Linked DNA regions of Sus scrofa: all the other regions are linked to region 1. The links are chromatin contacts, called in public Hi-C and HiChIP or PLAC-seq maps. All regions are on one chromosome and are shown on one strand. The core of a region is the stretch at or near the end of the contact, and the rest is flanking DNA. Distances in the headings are between cores, read along the strand shown. Region 1 holds the start of PUM2 (pumilio homolog 2). Region 2 holds the start of SDC1 (syndecan 1). Region 3 holds the start of HS1BP3 (HCLS1-binding protein 3).

The links. Hi-C and Micro-C count contacts between places; a contact is called where the count stands out from the background. HiChIP or PLAC-seq counts read pairs in DNA pulled down with a chosen protein or histone mark.
Region 2: a contact with region 1 is called in a Hi-C map of liver, with 2.7 times the contacts expected there. The contact joins the promoter of SDC1 here to the promoter of PUM2 in region 1. A contact is called at or near these places in 1 of 5 promoter capture datasets (liver), 2 of 47 Hi-C or Micro-C datasets (both in liver) and 1 of 2 datasets of contacts at active chromatin or transcription factors (skeletal muscle).
Region 3: an H3K27ac HiChIP or PLAC-seq map of alveolar macrophages shows a contact between it and region 1. The contact joins the promoter of HS1BP3 here to the promoter of PUM2 in region 1. A contact is called at or near these places in 1 of 5 promoter capture datasets (liver), 3 of 47 Hi-C or Micro-C datasets (embryonic fibroblasts, liver and retroperitoneal adipose tissue) and 2 of 2 datasets of contacts at active chromatin or transcription factors (alveolar macrophages and skeletal muscle).

Annotation. Positions count from the first base shown.
Region 1 is chr3:117,856,247-117,859,712 of Sscrofa11.1, reverse strand. It overlaps PUM2 (pumilio homolog 2), which reads right to left and starts at 1,783. Exons shown (of 22, transcript XM_013996320.2): 1 at 1,731-1,783. It overlaps LOC102158392 (a long non-coding RNA gene), which reads left to right and starts at 1,886. Exons shown (of 3, transcript XR_302627.3): 1 at 1,886-2,294.
Region 2 is chr3:117,985,635-117,988,867 of Sscrofa11.1, reverse strand. SDC1 (syndecan 1) reads right to left here and starts at 1,283. Exons shown (of 5, transcript NM_001243190.1): 1 at 960-1,283. The coding sequence starts at 1,025.
Region 3 is chr3:117,607,526-117,610,616 of Sscrofa11.1, reverse strand. It overlaps HS1BP3 (HCLS1-binding protein 3), which reads right to left and starts at 1,630. Exons shown (of 7, transcript XM_003354913.5): 1 at 1,519-1,630. The coding sequence starts at 1,550. LOC102157748 (a long non-coding RNA gene) reads left to right here and starts at 1,692. Exons shown (of 4, transcript XR_002342833.1): 1 at 1,692-2,026.

The sequences.
Region 1 (3,466 bases), core at 534-3,033:
AAGCTTTCGACTCGAGCAAACAAAAATGAACTTTACAAAAAAGCTGAACTTTAAAAACTTAAGAATCAGAATTCTGAAAATAACTTCAATTTTTAAAGAAGTTTTCTGCATATAAAAACCACCCTCAAGAATACGAAAAGACAAATCTAAATAACTCAATTTTACCAAAAATTGGGCTTTAAAGACATTCTTGAAATAAAGGAAATGCAGACAACTACTTATGACAACTGTGCAGATAAAGCAAATCATTTTTTTAAAAGCAAGATATTAAAGACTAAGAAAAGAAGCTTAGCCAATTAAAACTTTTGTGTGTTTTAAATCTGATCCCTAGCCAGAAATCCTTAAATCATCTTCCAATGCTCCAGGTCACATGGTGAAGAGTCACCTATTAAACAGGAATCTAAGCAGTAAACAAGCTTTTAAAATCCTTAGGTAACACCCTTTATTAAAACTTTACATATGATACCTTTACAAGTATTATATTTCTCTTACGTATTTAAAAGTATTTTTCTAATTAAGCTTTCCCTAAAAAAAACCTTTATTTCAAAAGTCTGTAACTAGTTTTCTTAAGTTAAAAATCTCAGAAAGTACTAAGTCCAGATTTTAACATGATTGTCTTATTACACATCAAATATGTCCCACCCAAATGCTTAAATGTGTTATAATGAAAAGCTAGGTCGGTTTCCCTAGCTATATTCTCAGAATTAACACTAACTTTTATACGCGTGTTTGAGCATAAAACTCTAACAAATGTATTTTCCCCAAATATGACCCAGTTCAGATACAAAACGAACGCTAAAAATGTGTGAAGCCTCTAATCTATTCTTTAGTTTTAATTTACATATCTTCCCGAGTATCAAAATCGGCTCCAATAACAACAAAAACAAAACATTCCTTACTAATGGCACCTAATACATTAAACCCAAGTCGCCGTTTCTTTCATAAGCACACCTGTCTACCGGAAGCTCTTCCTGGACACACTCGGGTCCTCTAGAATTCCCACACTTGTTTTCATAAACCCACTCCTTCCTCTTCGCCCACTTGCAACTCGCAGCTCCTCCGGATCCACCCGGCCTCTCTCCCGGTCCCGAACCCAAGAGCTGGGAGGACGAACAGCTCGGTCTCTAAACCCACACGCGCGGAAACCGAGCAAGAGCCGGGCGGGCCCCCTCAGCGCCGCGAGGCTGAGACGTGGGGGAGGAAAGGAAGCGGGAAAGCCGAGAGCAACCCCCCCGCTGGGCGCACACCCCCTTCCGGCACCCCTCCCCCTGCATTGTGTGAGCGGGCCCCAGGCCGCAGCCGTCCGGGGCACCCCGCAGGCCCCGTCCGCCCTCCAACCGGAGGGCTGCCCCCGCCAAGGCCGTCACACAATACCCGGGGAGCCAGCCCCGCGGCGTCAGAGCACGGGAGAGGGTGCAAACGCGACTGACTTACGGGGCTGCTGCGGCCGCGCTGCCTCAGCCGGGGACACCGACCGTTGGGCACACGGCGGCGTCGCTCTTGGCCGTCCTCCCCTCCTCCGCCTTCGGTGGCGGCAATATCTTCTTTCTCCACCTACCTCCCTCCCCCCCACCCCACCTCCTTCTCCTCCCCCTCCTCCTCCGAACCACCGAAGTACCGAGGGTGAGACACAGTCTCACAACAACATGGCTGCCACCGCCACCTCCCCTCCCCTCCCCCCCGCCCACCGGGCGCGCGCAAAGCACTCCGGGAGAAAGGGGGGCGCTCACCGAGGTGCGGCTCCTCGCTGTGGCTTCGGACGCTTCTCCCGCGCTCTGCACGCCGGCCAGCTAGAACACTGCGCGTGCGCACGCTCTCTACGCTCGCGCGTTTCGGCCGTCCCTTCGGCTTGCGCTCCCCCGCCCTCACCTTGCGGGCTTGCAGCCGGCTCTGACATCGGGGCGGTGCCAGGCGGGAGCGCGCGCCGGGCTAGGGCATCGCGGGAGTGGTGTTTCCGATCTACGCTGCTTCGGTCTCTGTGTTACCGCGTGGGGCCTCAACTTCTGAACTCGCTTACCCTCAGCTTCCTGGGCCACAGCTCATTGTTCTCCCTTAACTGCGCGGTGTCGGCGTCCTCGCTCGTGGTGTACTCGCAGTTCGCTTTCCGGGTGCTGGCATTCACAAGAATGGCTCAGTAATCTAGGCCTTTAGGTGTCATCCTTACCCTCTCCCCGCACCATGACGGTGGAGACGCATTGGGGAGGAAAAGTGAACCCCTTAAGAGGACTGCTCCGAGGGCAAATGGAACTAGCTCAGCAGCTTGCCACCCCTGGGTGCCTGGCCGGGTAAACAAAGTAAGCTCAGGTGGTTCTGTAGGCCAGTGATGCTCACTCTGGCTGCTACCCAGGTCGGGATGTGTGTGTGTGTGTGTGTGTGTGTGTGTGCTGCTACCCAGGTCGGGATGTGTGTGTGTGTGTGTGTGTGTGTGTGTGTGTGTGTGCTGCTACCCAGGTCGGGATGTGTGTGTGTGTGTGTGTGTGTGTGCGCTGCTACCCAGGTCGGGGTGTGTGTGTGTGTGCGTGCGCGTGCGCTGCTACCCAGGTCGGGCTGTGTGTGTGTGTGTGTGTGTGTGTGTGTGTCTTTTTAGGGCCGCACCCGCCTGTAGCCGCTTACGCCAGAGCCACAGCAACGCGGGATCTGAGCCACATCTGCGACCTACACCACAGCTCAGGGCAATGCTGGAGTCCTAGCAGATTGAGCGAGGCCAGGGATCGAACCTGCGTCCTCATGGATGCCAGTCACATTCCTTTCGTTGAGCAAGGCGGGGAACCCTGCAGGTCTGGATTTCTGTAGCAGGCTTTTATGTAGACTTCCTGAAACTGTGTTCAGTGTCACTACCTCCAGCTGGTGACTGCCATCTAAAATGAAAATCTCCTTCCTGGCACTCACCCTGGCTTTCAGCTTCACTCTGTTACCCACACTGCAATGTCCAGGTGTGTTCTGTTCAGTAAGAAGAGGTGTTCCTCTAAGAAATATCCCGTAGGAGATCCTGTCGTGGCGCAGTGGTTAATGAATCTGACTAGGAACCATGAGGTTGCGGATTTGGTCCCTGACCTTGCTCAGTGGGTTAAGGATCCGGCGTTGCAGTGAGCTGTGGTGTAGGTGGCAGACGCGGCTTGGATCCCGCGTTGCTGTGGCTCTGGTGTAGGCCGGCAGCTACAGCTCCGATTCAACCCCTAGAAAAGGCAAAAAGAAAAAGAAATATCCCGTAATCAAGTATGGAAGTCACTGAGGTACATATTGTCTGCCTTCTCCTCCCATTGGGCTGATAATAGCAAGAGTCTTTACTGTTGCTTAGTCCACATGAAAATAGGTGTACTGGTCAGAGGCACTCCCTCAGAATTTGGAATTAGGACTAGGAAACCCCAGTCCCCCCTTGAGAAGTCTCTTAAACCTGGGCTCTCTGGGCTGACTTGTCCCACCATATGGACAGAAAACCTACAGAGTGGAGTTGAGAGAGAAGAAA
Region 2 (3,233 bases), core at 34-2,533, 130 kb before region 1:
CTCCAAAGGTGGGTGCTGGAGTTCTACCCCACGGCCTCCCCCCAGCTTCGGGCTCCACGTTTGTCCCCCTTTTCTTCTAGCTCCACTGGGCGGGCCAAGGGACCCGCCTTCCCTCCGCGCTGCTCCAGCACAAAGCCAGGCCGGGGGAGGGGTAAAGCCATTCCCGGGTCCACTCGCGTGGAAGCAGCCCGCGCGCCCCGACCGTGCCCAGCGCAGGCTCTCGCCCCTCCGCAGGCAGCACAACTTCAACAGCCCAGAAGTTGGGTTCCTGCGGGTCTCTTGCGTTCCGAGGCCAACTTCCCGGAACCTCCTGCTACACCCGGCCTGGCTCCGTTCGGCCAGCCAACGGACAGCCGAGACCCCACCTCTGTCCGCCCGCCCCGGTCGTCCTCGCAGCCCTGGCTGGGGCTCCTTAGTGCACACGCCCGCCTGCTCCCGCGCCGATTCCGCTGCTCCCAAACTTGCCTCTGCCAGAGGGGCCGGGCGCTCCGGCTCGACCGATCTGGTTTGAATTAGGGTCCGCGGGCGGGGCGTATTAGCCGCGATCTCGGCATCCTCCTGGGTCACCGGCGAGGGGCCCTGCCGCCGCAGTGCCCGGGGTGACTGGGTGGGAGCCGGCGACCCCAGGAGCCGCCGCTGGCTGGCTGGCTCTTTCGCCACTGGAGCCCTTTTACGTAATTGAGCTCGGGGCCCCGGCGCAGGCTCTGCTCCACGGGACGCCCCAAGCCTCCTCCCGGAGCTGCGGAACCCACGGCCCCCCCCCCCCATTCCCCGACGGCGGAGGCAGTTGGGTCAAGAGCCCTGATTTCGGGGCTCCTAGTCTCCCCGCCAGCCTTGCTAGCGCGGGAAGAGGGGAAGTCCCCGCTTCCCCTCCCCCTCCACGTGCGGTCGCCGGTATCGGCCGATCCGCCAGCCCCGGCTTCCCGCCACCTCCCGGCCAAGCCCCCGGCCGCACTCACCAGGAGGGCCGGCTGCAGGCGCAGCGCCAGCGCGCAGAGCCAGAGCCAAAACGCCGCGCGCCTCATGCTGCCCGGACCAGCGGCGGGAGCGCAGCGGGTTGCGCGGGTCAGGGGTGCGCGGCGCTGAGCCGTCTGCGCGAGGCTCCGAGTCGGCTCTGCGGGTTGCGCTGCGCCCAGCTCCCTTGAGCGATGCCCAAGCGCGCTGCTGTCCTAGGCGAGGGCTGCGGGGTCCCCTGGCTGCAGTCCTCGCTCTGGTGCTAGACTCCTCCGGCTCCGCTCAGCTACCGCTAGCACCTCTCCCGCCGAGCTCCGCCTTATAATAAACCCGCAGGCCCTTAGCCGTTGCAAAAAACTCGCCCCCCACCCCCAGCTCGCCAGGTCTCGGGGCCAGCCCCAGTCCCCACCCCCTAGAGCCCCGCCCCCTAGAACCCCGCCCCGCCCCCTGAGCCACAGGCCCGGCCCCCAAGGAACGCCCCAAGCCCGGCTCCCCAGCCCCGCCTCCGCACCGCGCCAGGGAAGCCGAGCCTCGCCTACCCCCAGGGCCACGGTCCCCGCGCGCCGCGGTTCCCCGGGTTTCGGCTCTGCTGCTCCGGTGTTCCCGGGGGTTGGGGACTGGTCGCACCCCCCTACCGCCCTGGCCAAGGGTTTTGAGGCTCTGCCCGGGAGACTGGCGGGAGGGGCGGGAGTTGGTCCTCGATTGCTGGCGCCAGTCTGCAGCGCCCTCTGGGCGTGAACACCGAGCCCCCTCCAGGTGCGCTGGACTCCCGGATCCGGGCGGGAACACTTTCTGAGGCTGTGCGGGGGCCCGAAGTGATGGGCCCTTAAATCAGTGGCCCCTTCCCTGGCTGCGGATGGTGCTCTCTGCGCCCTCTCACCCTACACCCCAGCACTAGTTTCCACATGCGCTGGCCTTCTGCCAGTGCTGGAAACTAGGGGCCTTACTTTAAACAGCTGGACACGCCCAGGAAGGGTTGTTTAAAAAAATTAAAAAATTTTAAAGGACTTTTCAGTGTCTTTTGATAGAAAGCAGTGCCCTCTCTCTTCATTCTCTGAGTCAAAAGGAAAAGTAAACAGCCTTGGGCCCAGGTGACTTCCAGCCTGCAGGTCTGAGAAGCACCACTGGCATTTTTGCTCCTTCGTGATTCCCTGAGGGGCCTTAGACCTCAGTGGTGCCATCAGCAATCCCGAGCCTCTGTGTAGGTGTTCAAAGACCATGGAAGGTCTGTAGAGCAAATGGCCTTGAACGAAAAGGGGAAGAACCTGCCGGGCCCTGCCTGCAATGTGACCTTGGACCTGGAGACCAAAGATACCGACTTCCCCACCCACCGTCCCCATCTCCGCCTGCAGAGCCTCCTGCAGGTTCTTAAGGCCTGAAGCAGTTCTCTTAGGCCTTGATTTCAAGGATCATCTAACCGCATGGCACCAGGCAGGACCTCTCCAAGGAGTTCAGGGCGTCCTGACAGGTTAAAGGGCCCTTTGAATAGAAAGCCATGAGGGTGTTTGCCAGGGGCTGGCTCATAGTCTGAAGTCAGCTCTCTAGCCCTTTCAACTCAATATGGAGGAAACATAGGTCAGTTTGGAATTTTGCTTTTCTCTCCTCCACAAAACAAAGAAAACTGGGGTCAAGGAATATTTGTTAGAGCCTCTTTATATTATAAAAATGACCCGTTGAGGGAGTTCCCTGGCGGCTCAATGGGTTAAGGATCTGGCATTGTGACTGCTATGGCTCGGTTTCAAGGGTTTTGATCCCTGGCCTGGGAACTTACACATGCCATGGGTGCAGCCAAAATAAATAAATAAATAAAATAAAAATGACCAGTTTATTTAGAAATTTACTCTTTCAAGCTGAGTAAATTTGCCTTAGTAAATCTGGGCCGATTAGGAAGAGGAGGAGCCCTAAGGAGGACACGTACACTGAGAGTGGAGGTAGAGGGTCAGGGTTTGCCTTGACCCAGCTGACTGCTGGCCTGCTTGCTTCTTCTCCCAGCCCGGGTTCTGCAGGAAAATCTCTCCCTCTCAGAAGCTCTTGAAGTCCCATAGTACCCAGGACCTGGGCCTCCTCAAACCCCTGTGGCCCCGTGGAATGCCACAGGAACATCAGCCCGTTTGCACTGCTGTGGCCAATCTGTCTGCACTCATCGGTTCCATCCTTGGGATCCCCCAAACCTCCTTAGATCTGGCAACTAAAGAGTTAAGTCTGGCTGAGCTCGGGCCCTCAAGCCCCCCCATCTGGAGGCACTAAGGCAAGGCCTTTGTTCTGATTTGTGTTCCTAA
Region 3 (3,091 bases), core at 381-2,880, 250 kb after region 1:
CTGTGCCCTCTGCCCAGTACATTCTTTCTTAAAATTGCCCTTTCGTTTGTCAGGCACCTGCCCACCCGCCACTCTCTCAGAAAGACCCTCCCAGCCCACGCCACGCCCTCCTCCTAGCACACTCTTTCCCCATCCCTTTATTTTCCTTCACACCATTTACCCCCCCTACACACCACGCATTTACCCACTGTCCACCTGCCCCATGGAAGTTTGGGAAAGGGGTTCACTGCTGTATCCTAGAACCACTCACCTGGCCTTCACCACCAGCCCCAGCATCTGTGAAGAAGCCCCGTGCAGGCGGGGCAGTGAGGGAAGCCATCCACCTGCTACCCCAGCTCCCAGCGCCAAAGTCACACCCTCATTGGTCTGCTCACACCTGCCAACCTCAAACGCCCTTTTTGCAGAAAAGGAAACTGAGACTCAGCGAGAGGGGGTGGGGGTGAGCTGTGTGGCACTAGGGACGCTTCTGCCAACGAGGACATGACCAGCAACCAGGCAGAGGACACCAAGCAAGGGCTGACATCAAGGTTCGATTAAAGAATCGTACTTTTCTAGACCAGCCTGAGGGCACAGGGATGTTCAGACTGCAGCTGGAAAAACACCACTCATTTGTGTAAGAGACTGATGCCTTAGTCCAAGATCTTGTGTAGAGGGAACAGGGTGGAGTATATGAAAATAGTTGCAGTGAGTGGCTAGACAGATATTAGAAAGGGGGGAAGTAAAAGCACGGACATCGCAGCCTTTCCAGGATCTGTTCTGCGCTGAGTCCTCCACCCGGAACCAGGGTGGGCCCACACTGCATCCTCTGCCTCCAGGGACCCTGCCAAGGCCTCTGCTCAAACTGCACTTGTCTGAGCCACCTGTTGGAGCAGCCGCCTCCTCTTCTCCCCCCTCACCTGGTTCATGCCCACTCCTCCAGCAGAGCCTGGCTTCATTCACTGCCTCCCAGAAGCCGGGGTTACACCCTGCCCTGTGTTCCCATGGCGACCGGAACCCACGACCCTGTCTCAGCATCGGTCTGCCTCCATCCTTGTTTCCCCTGCTGGGCCCAGCCTTGCCCGGTTCACCCCGTCCCCACTGCCGTGCACTGGGCCGTACACACGATGAGCGCTGAAAAGATACAAAACTAGGTTCCCGAAAAGAAATGAAGGCAGATGGACAGGAAAGGGGAGAAGTGAGCCTCCCTCTTTGCCCGCCTGCGCGGGACCTGCCCGTCCAGTCCTTCCAGTGGGTCTTGGGTGAGTTCATTAGCCCTTGCGGGGGGGGGGAGGCCTCAGTTTCCCCATCTGTAAAACGGGGGCACTCGCAGCTGCCCGCTTCTCCCGCGGGGCGGTGGAGGGGCCGAGCCCGGGTCAACGGCCCCCGCGCTGGGGAGCCTGGGCGGCAGACCGGGAGCCCGGGAGCCGCTGCCTCTGCCGGCTCCCGCGCCCTGGGAGCAACCGGCCGCGGCTCCCGGGCCCCCGAGCCCCCGACTCCACGCTGCCTGAGACGCGGCGCCAGGTGCGGGGTCGGGCTCACCTGGAGGTGACGAGCACCGCCGGGGACTGCATGACGGCGAGGCTCCGGGCGGGGCGCGCGGTCACGGGACCCGCAGGCGCCGGCGTCGCCGCGTCCCCGCCCCGCGCCCCGCCCGCCCCGGCCCGGCCCGGCCCCGGCCCGCCGCCTAGCGGCCACCGCGCTGGGCCGGACGCGCAGCGCTCGGCCGGTGCGTTTGCGGGCCTTGCTGGACCTCTGCGCAGGGACTGAGGGCGGAGGGCGTCCGCGGGCCCCCGGAGCTGAGCGGCCCCCGCGACCCTATGTCCGAGCCGTCCTGCTCGCACGCACGTCCTCGTCCTGGTGTGGGCCTCTCGTTATTAGTGACAGCGCCAGGTGCAAGCATCGGAGCGCCCAGGACCCTGCTTCAGACGTTCTGAGCTTTGATGAAACAGGGCATGGGCGGCCACGGCCCCAGGGATGCTCAGAGAGATGTTAGGAGGCTCCAATGAGGTGACAGAACCGGCAGATAAATTAGAGCCCTCCGTGAGGGGTGAGCTTCCAGGGGCCAACCGGGCCTGTCCAGCAAAAGCTGCTGGGAACTCGGGGTCTTTCTTCTCCCTCACTTAGGGGGCCTTGTTCTGAGGCTTGTTAAAACAGACAGGAAGACGCTCTTCAAGACTCCTGCAGCTGGGTCAGTGGGGAGAGGGCTCAGGAGTAGGTGAGGGTCGGGTAGGGGCTTCTTGCTGAAGGCAGGCCCAAGGGCTTAGAGGGGGTGGGGGAGGAGGCGCTGGTTCAGAGGGATCAGATATCCCGGGTGGGGATTCTCTCTAAACTGAGGGAGCAGGATTCTGCCTGAGACTGGGCTGGGCTGGCCAAGGACAGGGCAGGGACCAAAGTCCAGGCTCAGCTAAGAGAAGGTACAGAAGAATCTAAAGCTTAGTCAAGGAGACAGACTTCGTCACCCCAAGTTTCCTTCTTAGAGAGCTACTGAACCCCCTCTCTGGGTGCAGATCTCTCTCCCAGGTGCCCTCTCCTCCTTTCTTCTGACCCCAAGTCCCAGGGCTGTTCCCTGCCCTCTGGCAGGAGCAGGAGGGGCTTCTGCTTGACTGCATTTTCCCAAAGAACCAGCCTCCCGCCCCACCTGCACCACCTTGGAACTCTGGTCAACGAGTTCGCCAGCTCTTTTGCAACTGCCTGCAAAACGCTTAGCTCAGGGCCTGGGTCCTAGTGACCAGCAGTGTGTTTGTGTTGCTCTAATGTGTAGCCTGCCTGTCGCCAATACCTTGCAGGCCCCAGGATTCCAGAGTGCACACCGCTGGGGGCCTTGGCACACCTGGCGCCGGCCAAGAATACCACTGGTTCCCATGAAAGAGTAACCCTGTCCCGGAGAACAATCCCATTTTCTGCCTCTGTGGGTCCCACGTGCCCCTATGTGGCTCCAGCGGATAATTGTATACAATGCATGGAATGTGGAATCTAAATCTGATATTTTCTGCTTCCTGCCTGACTCGAGGAGCCCCTTCCATGGCTGAAGCTGCGGTAACGCAAACCACATTGCGGAGGAGCTTATAGTCCCCCTTCTTGCTGCCCTGGGAGGAGCGCTCCGGGCCTCAGT